Regions from separate parts of the Mus musculus genome. Here region 1 is linked to region 2. The links are chromatin contacts, called in public promoter capture Hi-C maps. All regions are on one chromosome and are shown on one strand. The core of a region is the stretch at or near the end of the contact, and the rest is flanking DNA. Distances in the headings are between cores, read along the strand shown. Region 1 holds the start of Xrcc2 (X-ray repair complementing defective repair in Chinese hamster cells 2). Region 2 overlaps Kmt2c (lysine (K)-specific methyltransferase 2C).

Region 1 (6,086 bases), core at 2,986-5,485, 430 kb after region 2:
GGAACCTAAGGTCAGGATGTCCTAGCTAACTTATCTTAGCTTTCCTTAAAACTGTCTGTCTGTGCAGGAACTCTTTCCAGCTAACTGTTCATCTTAGCTGCTGGTCTGCATGGGACCCTGCGCTTAAGCGTCTCTAAAAACTACTTGCTTCAAAATGCTTACTCTTTGGAACCCTCCTGAGCTGCTAAGGGAGGTGCCTGGATGAGGTCTCTGCTCTTCAAAACCCCGTGTTCTGGACTCTCCTGGGTGGCTATAAACTGAGTGTTCATCTCTAGTGGGCTATCAGTAACAAAAGGAACTTGATCATTTTTTAAAGTTACATTTATTGTATGTCCACGTGTGCACATGCAGGTTATGTTATGGCCCATGTGTTAAGGTCAGAAGGCAGTCTGCAGAAATCACTCTACTCTTCTACCACGTGGGTCCTGGGGCTCAAAGTTGGTTGTAAGGCTTCATGGCAAACCCTTTACCCCCTAAGGGTCTTGCCAGCATCTACCCTCCTTTTTTGAGACAGGGTCTCATGTAGCCTGTGCTGACCTCAAGCTCACTCTGTAACAGAACAGCCTTGAACTCTTGCCACCATGCCTGGTTTTATGTGGTGCTGGAGATCAAACCCAGAGCCCTGAGCATACGAGGCTAGCACTCTGCCAAGTGACACACCAGCTTTGCAGGAACCTTGGATGGCAGAGTGCTGACCACTTTCATTGGAGAAAAAGTCTGGATACAACCTCCCATCCTCTCTGTATTACTTATCTCACTGCTGAGACAAAAAACACCCGACAAAGCAAGTGTCAGGAAGGGAGGGAGGGAGGGAGGGAGGGAGGGAGAGGGTACTATTTTGTCTCAGTTCTGAGACACAGATCACCATGTCAGAGGGGGGAGGCTGATCACATGGCATGCTCAGTCAGGAAGCAGAAGAGAACACTAAACACTTGTGCTCATTCTGTACGGGATCCCAGTCCATAGGATGGGCAGAGCCTGCATCTAGGATGAGTCTTCCCACCTCAATGAACCCAACCTAGGAAATCCTTTATACACAGGACCAGAGATTTGTTTTCCCGGTAGCTTTTAAATCCTTTCGAGCTGATAATTCAGATAAACCATCCTGATCTTCCAGCTTTCCCTAAGGAAGCAACGTTCATTTGTACATGCTCCCACTATCATAACGGTTTGTACTATAAACCTAAGGTGTCCTGGAACTCAATATGTAATATAGGCTGGCCTCCCATGCCCGGATTTCAGACATGTAGCACTGGCCTGGACAGAGGTCTTCTAATGGGTATTTTAAGAGCAAGAATAGTCTCCTGTGTTCAGCAGTATAAAGGTTGCTGGCAGAGCTGATGGCAGATTCCATGGCTGGAGCTAAGGAAGCAGAGCACTCTAAGGGCACAGACCACTCTAACAGGCAAAGAAATGCAGGAGAGGGCGGGGCACCACAGGGTAACATCTTGGTTTTGCTTTTATCTTGTTTTAAGCTGTGATTCTGGTGGAAAAGACCAGGAGAACGAAATGCAGAAACCAAAACGTGGTGGTTCTTCCTGTAACTCTAGTACTGAGGAGAAAGAGGCATCATGAGTTCAAGGCCAGCCTCATCTATGAGACCCTGCCTCAATAAAACAAAAACAACAAAAAGAAGTGCAAAAGGAAATGGTCATGGGAGAAGCATAGCAAAATCCTTTCCTCTTCATTAGAAAAAAAAAAAAAGTGTTTTCAAGACAGGCAGTCATAGTGCATACCTTTAATCCCAGTACTCAAGAGGCAGAGGCAGGTGGATCTCTGTGAGTTTGAGGTCAGTCAGCCTGGTCTATGGAGTGACTTCCAAGACAGCCAGGAGTATACAGAAAAAACCTGCCTTGAAAACAAAAAATAACAAAAACAAAATAATGTATTTCAGGGGCTGGAGCAATGGCTCTTGCAGAGGGTTAAGGTTCAAGTCTTACTACTGACATGGCAACTGAGAACTGTAACTCATTTCCAGGGAATCTGATGATCGTCTGGGTTCTATGGGCCCAGGCATGTACGACGTATACACATATGTACAAGGCAACAATTTATATAAATAGAAAAGTTTGTAAGTCTGTGATTACACAAAACTAATTATTTTTAAATAAATGCTATTTTGTCTTACTTAATATCTGTCTATGACAAAGAGGCAGCTCTGTAGCTTCTTTTTTCCCAGTGAAAACCAGACACCGTTATCAATATTTATTGTGTATTATGAAGTTGCCATGTTCAGTGCATTTAGAGAAAAGCCTGGTGGGTGACCTGGGAGGGAAGTGAGAAACAGTATTGTGGTGTGTGTGTGTGTGTGTGTGGTGAGTGTGTGGTGTGTGTGTGTGTGGTGTGTGTGTGTGTGCATGTGTGTGTGTGCGTGTGGTGAGTGTATGTGTGTGTGTGTGTGTGTGTGTATGGTGTATGTGTGCGTGTGTGGTGAGTGTGTGTGTGTGTGGTGTGTGTGTGTGTATGGTGTATGTGTGCGTGTGTGGTGAGTGTGTGTGGTGTGTGTATGTGTGTGGTGTATGTGTGTGTGTGTGTGTGTGGTGAGTGTGTGTGGTGTGTGTGTGTGGTGTATGTGTGTGTGTGTGTGTGTGTGTGTGGTGAGTGTGTGTGGTGTGTGTGTGGTGTGTGGTGTGTGTGTGTGTGTGTGGTGTGTGTGCATGTGTGTGTGTGTGTGTGTGTGTGTGTGTGCGTGTGTGTCCGTCAGGCTGGGTTTACACAGGGAGATGCGTACTCCACCTATTTCTTAAAGCTCGCTTCCCAACATTGTCTTTGTTCCGACTCTACAGAACCACTGGCTGTTCCCCTAAAGCAACCTTCTTAACGCTTCAACCCCGTAGCACAGTTCCTCCTGCTGCAATGACTCCCAACCATACAATTATTTTTGAAGCTACTTCCTAACTGTCATTTTATTACTGTTATGAATTGTAATGTAAATATTTTTTGAGATAGAGGACTGCGAAAGGGGCAGTGACCCACAGGTTGGAACTGCTGCCCTTGCTAAGTTCAGACCATACCTGAGCTGCTCCCTCCTCAGCAGCAAACCACTGAACAGTCCTTACAGTGCCAGTTCAGGGGCTGGGAACGGTAGCTCTGGTGGCAGATCCCATGCCTAGGAATCATGAAAGCCTGGATTCCATCCTTGGCAGTGGATAACAGGGCACTGTAGCACACACTTGTAATCCTAGCATTCCGGAGGCAGGACGGTCAGAAGTCGAAGGTTAGGGGCCAGAGAGATGGATTTCAGTTAAGAATGGGTTTTGCTCTTACAGAGAACATGAGTTTGGCTCAGATAACTCAATTGCTAATAACCCCGGCTCCTGATCATCTGACACCTTTTCCTCTGGCCTCCAAATTCATCTACACACATGGGTACATACCAACCCACAGACACACATTCATTTACATAATTTCTACAAATAAATAACTAGGACAAGGTTATACTCAGCTGCACGGCAAGCTCAAGGCCAGCGTGAGCTACCTGGATCCCCTCTGAATACATTTAAGTTAGCTCCTCCTACAATTTGTCTTACCCTCTTTTGGAGAGGCATGCTTTTACCATATGCTGTATATTTTACAGAAGCTTCGATTATTACATTTTGTTTTGTGAGAGAGGGTCTCACTATAGAGCCCTGACTGGCCTGGACCTACCTATATAAAGGCTAACTTCAAACTCATAGAGATCTGCCTGCCTCCGCCTCTTTAGTGCTAGGATTAAAGGCGTGTACCACCATGCCTGTTGATTAATTTTGTTGTTGTTGCTTCTTATTCCCAACTCTTGGCTGACAGTACTCGAACAAGTAACACACGTTAACGTTTAACGGTTCCTGAGTGAAATGGCTTGCGTGGCTCTGGAGAGATAGACGACAGGGGTATTCTGGGATACAGAAGGCCGGATGCCACAAACAGGTTAGTTAGAGGTGAAGCAAGCTACCTAAATTTAGAAAACGTCTACTGATGCCTCAACTGGTGGTCCTCCCTTCCCCAGCTCCTGCTGCACGGCTCGCCATCCCTGACCGGTTCACTGGCGGCTGTCGCGCCGCCCCACGGTGGCCCTGGGCGCCGCTCGGCGACCTCCCCCTGTAGTGCGCGGCCCTCCCGTCGCCCCGCGGCTCTCACCTCTGTCCCGGATTCCGCTCTGCGAAAGTCGCTACACATCGCCCGGCCAGCTCCGCGGGTTCAACCTACCCGCCAGCAACGCCATTTAGCAAAAGCGCGAAAGACGCAGCCAGTCAAAGCAATGACCCTGTGTGCGCGTGCGCACTGTGCGGGCTCGGAGCCAGAGAAGCCGAGGGCATGCGCAGTAAAGCTGCGGCGCCCTCTTGGTGACGCCAGTCTCCTGCGTTTCCTTTAGTCCTTATGGTCCTTATGTTATCTTCAGTTACTCATCTCGACGGGTCTTTATCAGGCAAAATTAACATGTACGTGATTTCTAAATCTTATTTAGTTTTTTGTTTTTGTTTTTTAGAGACGAACTTCCTATGTAGTCGTGGCTGTCCTGGAATTCACTATGTAGACCAGGCTGGCCTCGAACTCACAGAAGTCTGCCTGCCTCTACCTCCTGAGTGCTGGGATTAAAGGCGATCACCACCACTGCCCGTGCTTACTTGTTCTAAAGAAACTTAAAGTACATCTTCCTGCCACGGTTGTGTATGCCTGTGATCCTAGCACTCGGGAGGCTGAGGCAGAGAATCACCAAGAGTCGGATCAGGCTATAGTTTGGGCTGTAGTATGAGATTGTGTCTCAAAGGTACTAGGACAAAAGTTTACTGATTTGGGCTTTTGGTGTGTCAGTGGTCCCAACAACTCCTGAGGCTGAAGCCAGATAATAGTTCGAGCCCAGGAGACTACTCTGGGCAGAACAGCATAACCAGATTAACAGGAGAAGTAACACCGTTACTGAGCAAGCTCGCTCTTCTTGTCCTTTCTTGAGGCAAAAGCCTATGACTGGCTGTGGTATTTATAGATAACTGGGGTGGGAAGAGAAAAATGTATATTGAATTGAAAAGAACTGTGGAAATACACTGAGCCTGTGAAGTTTTCAAGCTCTTGGTTTGGTTAGGTTTGTTGTTTGCCTTTTGTTTGTTTTCTTTCTTTCTCTCTCTCTCTCTTTCTTTCCTCCTTTCTTTTCTCTCTTTTCTCTCTTTTCTTTCTTTCTTTCTTTCTTTCTTTCATTCTTTCTTAGATATTTTCTTTATTTACATTTCAAATGCTATCCCCAAAGTCCCCTATACCCTCCCCTCGCCCTGCTTCCCAACTCACCCACTCCCATTGTCTGGCCCTGGCATTCCCCTGTACTGGGGCATATGATCTTTGCAAGACCAGGGTCTCTCCTTCCATTGATGGCCGACTAGGCCATCCTCTGCTACATATGCAGCTAGAGACACAGCTCTGGGGGAGGGGTACTGGTTAGTTCATATTGTTGTTCCTCCTATAGGGTTGCAGACCCCTTTAGCTCCTTGGGTACTTCCTCTAGCTCCTTCATTAGGGGCCCTGTGTTCCATCTGATAGATGACTGTGAGCATCCACTTCTGTATTTGCCGGACACTGGCATAGCCTCACAAGAGATAGTTATTTTCTTTTGTTTGTTTTTCTCAAGTTCTAGAAATACAGGCCAGCAGCACTCCTATGAGATTCTAGGCATTGGCACTTTAGTGCATGCTAGTTAAGCACTCTTGCAGATGAATTATATTCCCTGGCCCATTGTGTTAAGATCTTGGGTGGAGGAAGGAGTGGAGAGGAGAATAGTTTTCTTAACTGTTGCCTGTCAAACGCCCACTGATTAGATAGATAGAATATTTATACTCTGTACATCTCTGAGTACAAATCTTATGTGTACAGTACACATGAATGTCTGTACAAGACATACTACCACGCATCAGATTTGAACTTTTCTAGGAGCGTGTCACAGTAGACATGCCTGAATGGAGTTTACAACTTACTAGGTCAGTTGCTGGAACTTTCCTGAAAATTCCCTTTCCAACAGATTTGTAGGTTGTTTTCTTATGAAAAGGTGTGAGGTTGGCTCTGTGTCATTTCTCTGTCTCTTGTCATATTCTTGAAGAATTATCTGTGGTGGCTAGTTTATG
Region 2 (5,715 bases), core at 2,318-4,817:
AAGAAATGTAAACAAACAAGTTCATACAAACACATTTTAAAATTACATCTTCGAAAAACCCTATTGCCAGAGTCCTGCAGCTGGGAGCATAATCACACCTCTCTTTCTCCCCATCTCTCTTTTTTTTTTCTTTTTCAAATTTTTATGTTAAATAGAAGGCTAAGGAGTTGGGTTAGGTCCCTGCTACATGACTCTATGTTTACATGATTCTGTGAGGTTGGAAACAAAGTTCTAATCAAAACTACTTTTGCTGAAGAAAAAATTCAGCCTCCATTTGGGTTGTGTTTAAGCCGTTATTCACAGTTATCACAAATTGTAAGCACAAAAAAACCTGACTGAAGAAGTAGGGATGCAACAATATAATATGAAACATTAGTTTAAATCGCCAACAGCTATAAAAGTTGTAGTTGTAGCACACGCGCTGCTGTCAGAAGTTAGGTGTAGAAAACAAGCACTAAGAGACAGTTTCCAAAAAGCCCAGGAATACCGGGGCAAAATTTTGGTTATTACATAATTATAATGGCATATTTAATAACACAAAATTATATTGTAACATCCCTACCACGGTTATAAGCACCCGAGCTGCTGCAGCGCCTGGTAGCATTTGGTCAATAACTATTTTTATACTGTTTTTCTCAAAATATTTACATATTTGTACAAAGTAACAGGGTTTGTTAGTTCTGCAGGTAACAGCAGCAGCTTGGCTTTCTTCTAACTTTTATTTAAAAATAGCTTCATTCACTTATTCAATAATAAATACAAAAAGTTTCTCTTATTTTACAGAAATCAAAAACTACAATAAACTGACTCATGGAATCAAGTATTCAAATGTATTTAGTGCAAGTTATTATCCCTTAGCTCTATCCCTAAGGAAGTCATCTCAGTACATTCCTTGATCAGTGGTGTCCACTTTAGTTAAACTGAGGGCCTGCCCCTGTCAGTAAGGCGTGGCCAGCACTCTGGACAGCCCCCTTCGCTGGTGATTTCAGTCTTACATTCATAGGAAGGCCCCCACCCTGGGGCAGGGCAGCCACCGGCTCTTTGCCCCAGTAAAAGTTTCTCCTTAGTGAGACTAACAAAACATAACAAAACAAAACCCACCCACAAGGAAACAAAAGGAAGGAAAGAAGAAAGAAAAAAGAAAAAAAAAGTGCTGGACCATTCTGTGACTCTGCTGACCTCAGTGTGCAGCAAGGCAGCCTAGCCGGCTCCTCTGTGCTGAGCATCCTTCAGACAAGGCTGAGGAATCAGAGCTCCCAGAAGCTGTTTCTTAAAAAGTCAGAAAACAAAAATATCTTTCTGTCTGCAAAATCCAATGAAGTGTTGAATCGCCTCTTCCTAGGGACGAGCCACCCGGTGAGATAGCAAGGAATGCATTCAGTTCATCCACTTCCGGCAGTTCACCGCTCCACAGTGACACGGAATCTTGTGCTGGTCATCTTCAAAGTCAAACTTATAATCATAGCAGAGCTGCCCATGGCAAACAGACAGTGTGAGACAGGGCAGTGCCCCGTTCTATCCTCTATTTCAAAACCAGCAAGCAAAACAGACACAAGCCAAAGCAACACTGAGTTTGTTTAGGTCCCATAGAACCTTGAGGCGGTGGGGTATCCCAGAGGCAAGTGAAACTACTGTTGTGGGGTGGTGATCTGGTGTGCCGAGCCTCTGACTTCTCATAGTGTCCTCTCCACCACTTTGGGTAAGATGAGGACCAGTACTCCCTCAAACCGTAGATGGCTCCTTGGTTTGGACAGAGATGAACCTGCCCTTGTCAACATCATGGCTTTCCCCTTGTCCACCTTTTCCTCTGAAGAACCTGCCTCTATTCAAAGATCCTATAGCTAACTAGAATTTGTCACCATAGAGAGATAGAACACTGCAAATCTACCATAAAAGTGATTGGGGCTATGTCCAAATCCCCGTCATTGTTTTTACTACCAACATCTGTACTTGGCCTAACATCTTTGTGACTATAACATAGAGTTTACATTGTTAATGTTTACCTCCACCAATCCCAAACCTGTCTTTAGACAGCATCTAGAACCTACCGATACCTCATGTCTCACCAATTAATGCACAAATTGAGGACTTTCTTTGGTCCTGTGGTGGCAAAAGTCAATCCCATCTTAAACTCAGTGGAACACGATGGAGTTCAGGGTGTCCTGAATCTGGTTTTTAACCATGGCTCAGGGTAAGCTAGTGTTCCCCTTAGAGAAAAAGCTGTTTGGATCAGCATTCAATGGCTGTAGAATTCTTACTCAAACTCCAGGCCACCCAACTGGGTGGCTGGAAAGCAGCATGACTCCCTCCAAGTAAGCTTTACACCCTGTTCCCTCGACCCCATAAAGCCAAGGGAGGGCAAACAGTCAATCTCTGGGTCTTTCCAACTCAAACATCAGCCACTATCTGGAAGACTGCACAGGGAGCAAAAAACTTGCAGCCACTGTGGAGCAGCTGCATTGGGAAAAGAATGCACTGCCTTCTGTTAGGTGTTTGCTGAGTAATAACAGGATTGGCAACTCTAGAGGATGCATACAAGATGACACTCAGGGGAGATACTAGGCTGCTCGGCAGGCCCTGTCCTAGTCACATAAGGATGTTCTTAATTTTAAAGGTAAGTTCTACAAAGACCAAGTAAATAGATGTGGTCTCACACTGTCTACACAAGACTAGAGCTTCATCACAGTGGGCACATCCAGGCTTCCTGACACAGCAGACTTCCCAAGAGCTTTGTATTGGACACTAACTCCAGATTTAGAGCACTACATTCAAGGTGCTGATGCCATGTGTGAAAGCCAGAGCTGGGACACGTAAATAGGACAATTAAGGATAATAACCTGAAGAGCTAGACCAAAGTCATCTCTGTGAGATACTAAGAAACAAATGTCTCGTCCTACATAAAACATTTTAAAGACAAAACAAAAACATACTATATATATATATGAATGATGTGAAATTTTCTAAGTGTGCATATGAGCAGGAACATATAGCTCCCCAAATTTGTGCCTACAGTCCTTGCAATAATATATCATGTGAATATATCAAGTCCCTGTGATTGCCAGAACTTTGACAGGAACCATCTTGAAAGGAGCTTATCAGACTGTCCAGATTAAGGGACAAAGAAAGGAGGATGCTAAGCTACTTGGTACTATATGGTGGGTTTCATGTGGCTTTATGATCTACTACAAGGAAGAAGCCGGCATTTGAATGTCTGAAGTAAGATAAACAGACGGCAAAGCCCTGGGTTGAGGCTGAGACTCTAAGAGTGATGTGATGGAAGCCGCAGTCAGGAACTGCCACACCCTGGTACAGATCTCAGCAAGCCCTTCCCCTACTTACCTCTTCTCCTTTCTGTATCCTCCGGTTGGAGCTGATGATAATCTTGTGTCCTCTCTCAAAGGTCACGACTTCAGCCACACAGTTAGGGGCACAGGAGTGGTTGATGTATCTGTGGGACACATCAGAAAACTCAGTGTGAAAACAATGAAGAGCTTCCCCTGTACAGAGGAAACTATGGCTGCTTCTCTGGATGCGTTAACAAAGCAAGTATAAAGCTCCGCTGCCCCTCCCCGAGCAAAGCCCTCTGGGCCACAGTCTCCTTCCTGCCTCACCTTGCAGGCCCTCCTGTGAGTGTGGCGTCAATCACGTGGTCATTGTCCATGCGGAACATGTACACACCCCGGTTCTAAAGAGAAGGCAGGTAGTCAGTCATCGGTGTGGTCTGAATGACTTCCCCTCACGTTCAGTCTGTGCTGGGAGCACCCTGGTCACATTCCTGGGCACCCTACCAGACACAGCTGATGCATTTGCGGTGTGTCCCACTGGCTGCCTGTGCTCAGTTTATACAGTACCTGAGACTCATAAAGCTTCTCCTTCCGGTTTGCAACCTCATTTCGAATAATTGTTCCAATGTACTCGATGACCATAGTGTGTTTTTCAATGTCTCTAGCAGCATACAGGCCCAGTCCCTAAGTGGAAGGAAAAAGGATTGTAAGTAAACATTGCAATATCCCCGACAGACCTTTAGTCTCTTCATCAAAATGCACTGCCCTTGCAGTCTTATGAAAAGCCATATTTAAGGTTTAGTTAAAAACCCTAACAACACAGCTCCTTTCAGCTTTAGCACATTACACTGTTCCCGTGTCCTTTTCTACACTGTCTTTCGGCCTGGCTTACTGCGATGACAGTGTAAGTGTTAACTGTCCTTGGATGACTGCAACTTGGATGTCCTTCCCTTCACTCTGGAAAGACACCACAGGAAGGACCTCATTACAGGCGGCCCTTAGCACTGATCATCCCTCCCACCAGCACAGCAAGCTAAGCTGCCCACTAGCGACTCCCTACACCAGCAACAGTAAGTGGATTAAGACAATCTCTACAAGTGCTATGTGGCTCGGGTGGGCAGCTGCACTCTCCACTATGCCTGCTCAATTACCACCAAGCCCCACACAGTAAGCATCCAATACAATAGGAAGAGGGAGAGGAACTATAAGGAGTATGACTACTACAAAGTTGTTTCAGATTTGACTGAGTTTCCTAGAAATAGCAGAATACAGCAAAACAGAAAACATTACTTTGTTCTAGTATCAGGAAAGGTGGGAACAATTCAGTTTTTGAAGTTCTTCCCAATAAAAAAATTCTGAGGTGAGAGAAATGTACAGGATACATTCCCAGCTCTTTTTAAATGTTTTGAAATAAGATCTCACTAAGTTGTTCAGGCAGTCCTTAAATTTGTGATCCTTCTGCCTCAGCCTCCTGAATGGCTGGGATGACAAAAAACCTGTTCAGTTGAACACACTGAAGCCTTATTTGGCAGCTTAGACTGTCCACACCAGTGCCTGGTAAATCTATACTATCTTAGAGGTGGCAGTAAACACAGATGTGGGGAAATACTTTTAAAAAAGCAAATAAATACAATGTTCACAGATAATCTGCATTTTATTGCCCTAATCTGGGTTTGTGCTTTCAATTCTGACCAGGGAAGAAACTATGGTGAAAAGGAGGGATGAAAATCAAGTCCTCCACTCATGGAATCTGCCAGAGGCTTCTCACTAGAGCGCATAGTAAGTCAACTGTGCCGGCATGTTTGCTGGTTCCAGGTGTGACTCAGATGTGAACAAATCAGAACATAAAAACAATGTGAGTGCACATCAGTGCCATCTGGGCCAGCGTAACAAGCACTCCAAACTGTGTCTGAGAACCTATGGCATGGTAATAGCAATGGCTGCAAAGGATATTGTATGCAAAATAGCATTACAATTATTGGCTGTATAATAAAATAAAGTTAAAAAAATGGAAGTTCATTGTATAGATAAAATACTAGAAGAACACAACCTAAGTGTGTATACAGAAATGATACAAACTTGTATGCTTGTCTATATAAATCCAACCAAACAAAAAAGCCAAAAAAAAAAAAAACAAAAAAAACTTTGTAAGAAAAAAAGATACTGGAGTTCTGATGGGCATGTTTCATACTGGAAGACACCTAACCCTGCAAGCTAGTACAAACTGAAATATGGACAAAGGTCATAAAACATATAATTTTCAAAAAGGCAAGTCCAAAGGCCAGTCATGAGAAGACAGCTTCACCAGCAGTCAGTGTCAGAGGCTGGAGAGATGGCTCTGTGGTTAAACTGCTTCTTTCTGTTCCAGGGGAACTGAGTTCAGTCAGCTTACAAAGCATACAGCAGCTTACAAAGCCTTTGACTCAGCTCC

The links. Promoter capture Hi-C pulls out the DNA fragments that hold promoters and counts their contacts.
Region 1: a contact with region 2 is called in a promoter capture Hi-C map of embryonic stem cells, with 2.5 times the contacts expected there. The contact joins the promoter of Xrcc2 here to the enhancer-like site in region 2. A contact is called at or near these places in 2 of 39 promoter capture datasets (the C10 cell line and embryonic stem cells), 1 of 484 Hi-C or Micro-C datasets (nephron progenitors), 4 of 115 datasets of contacts at active chromatin or transcription factors (embryonic stem cells, large pre-B cells and stem cell-derived neural progenitor cells) and 1 of 9 other capture datasets (adipose tissue).

What each region holds. Positions count from the first base shown.
Region 1 is chr5:25,701,562-25,707,647 of GRCm38.p6, forward strand. It overlaps Xrcc2 (X-ray repair complementing defective repair in Chinese hamster cells 2), which reads right to left and starts at 4,236. Exons shown (of 3, transcript NM_020570.2): 1 at 4,117-4,236. The coding sequence starts at 4,155.
Region 2 is chr5:25,272,289-25,278,003 of GRCm38.p6, forward strand. Kmt2c (lysine (K)-specific methyltransferase 2C) reads right to left here. Exons shown (of 59, transcript NM_001081383.2): 56 at 3,852-3,968; 57 at 3,612-3,685; 58 at 3,340-3,448; 59 at 1-1,470. The coding sequence ends at 1,378. Among named protein-coding and RNA genes, the nearest start is that of Galnt11, 52 kb to the left of the region's middle. Within about 2 kb of position 3,568, at least 10 of the 459 cell types and tissues checked have an H3K27ac peak or open chromatin away from gene starts, as enhancers often do. A contact at or near this core is called in embryonic stem cells, where this site is marked.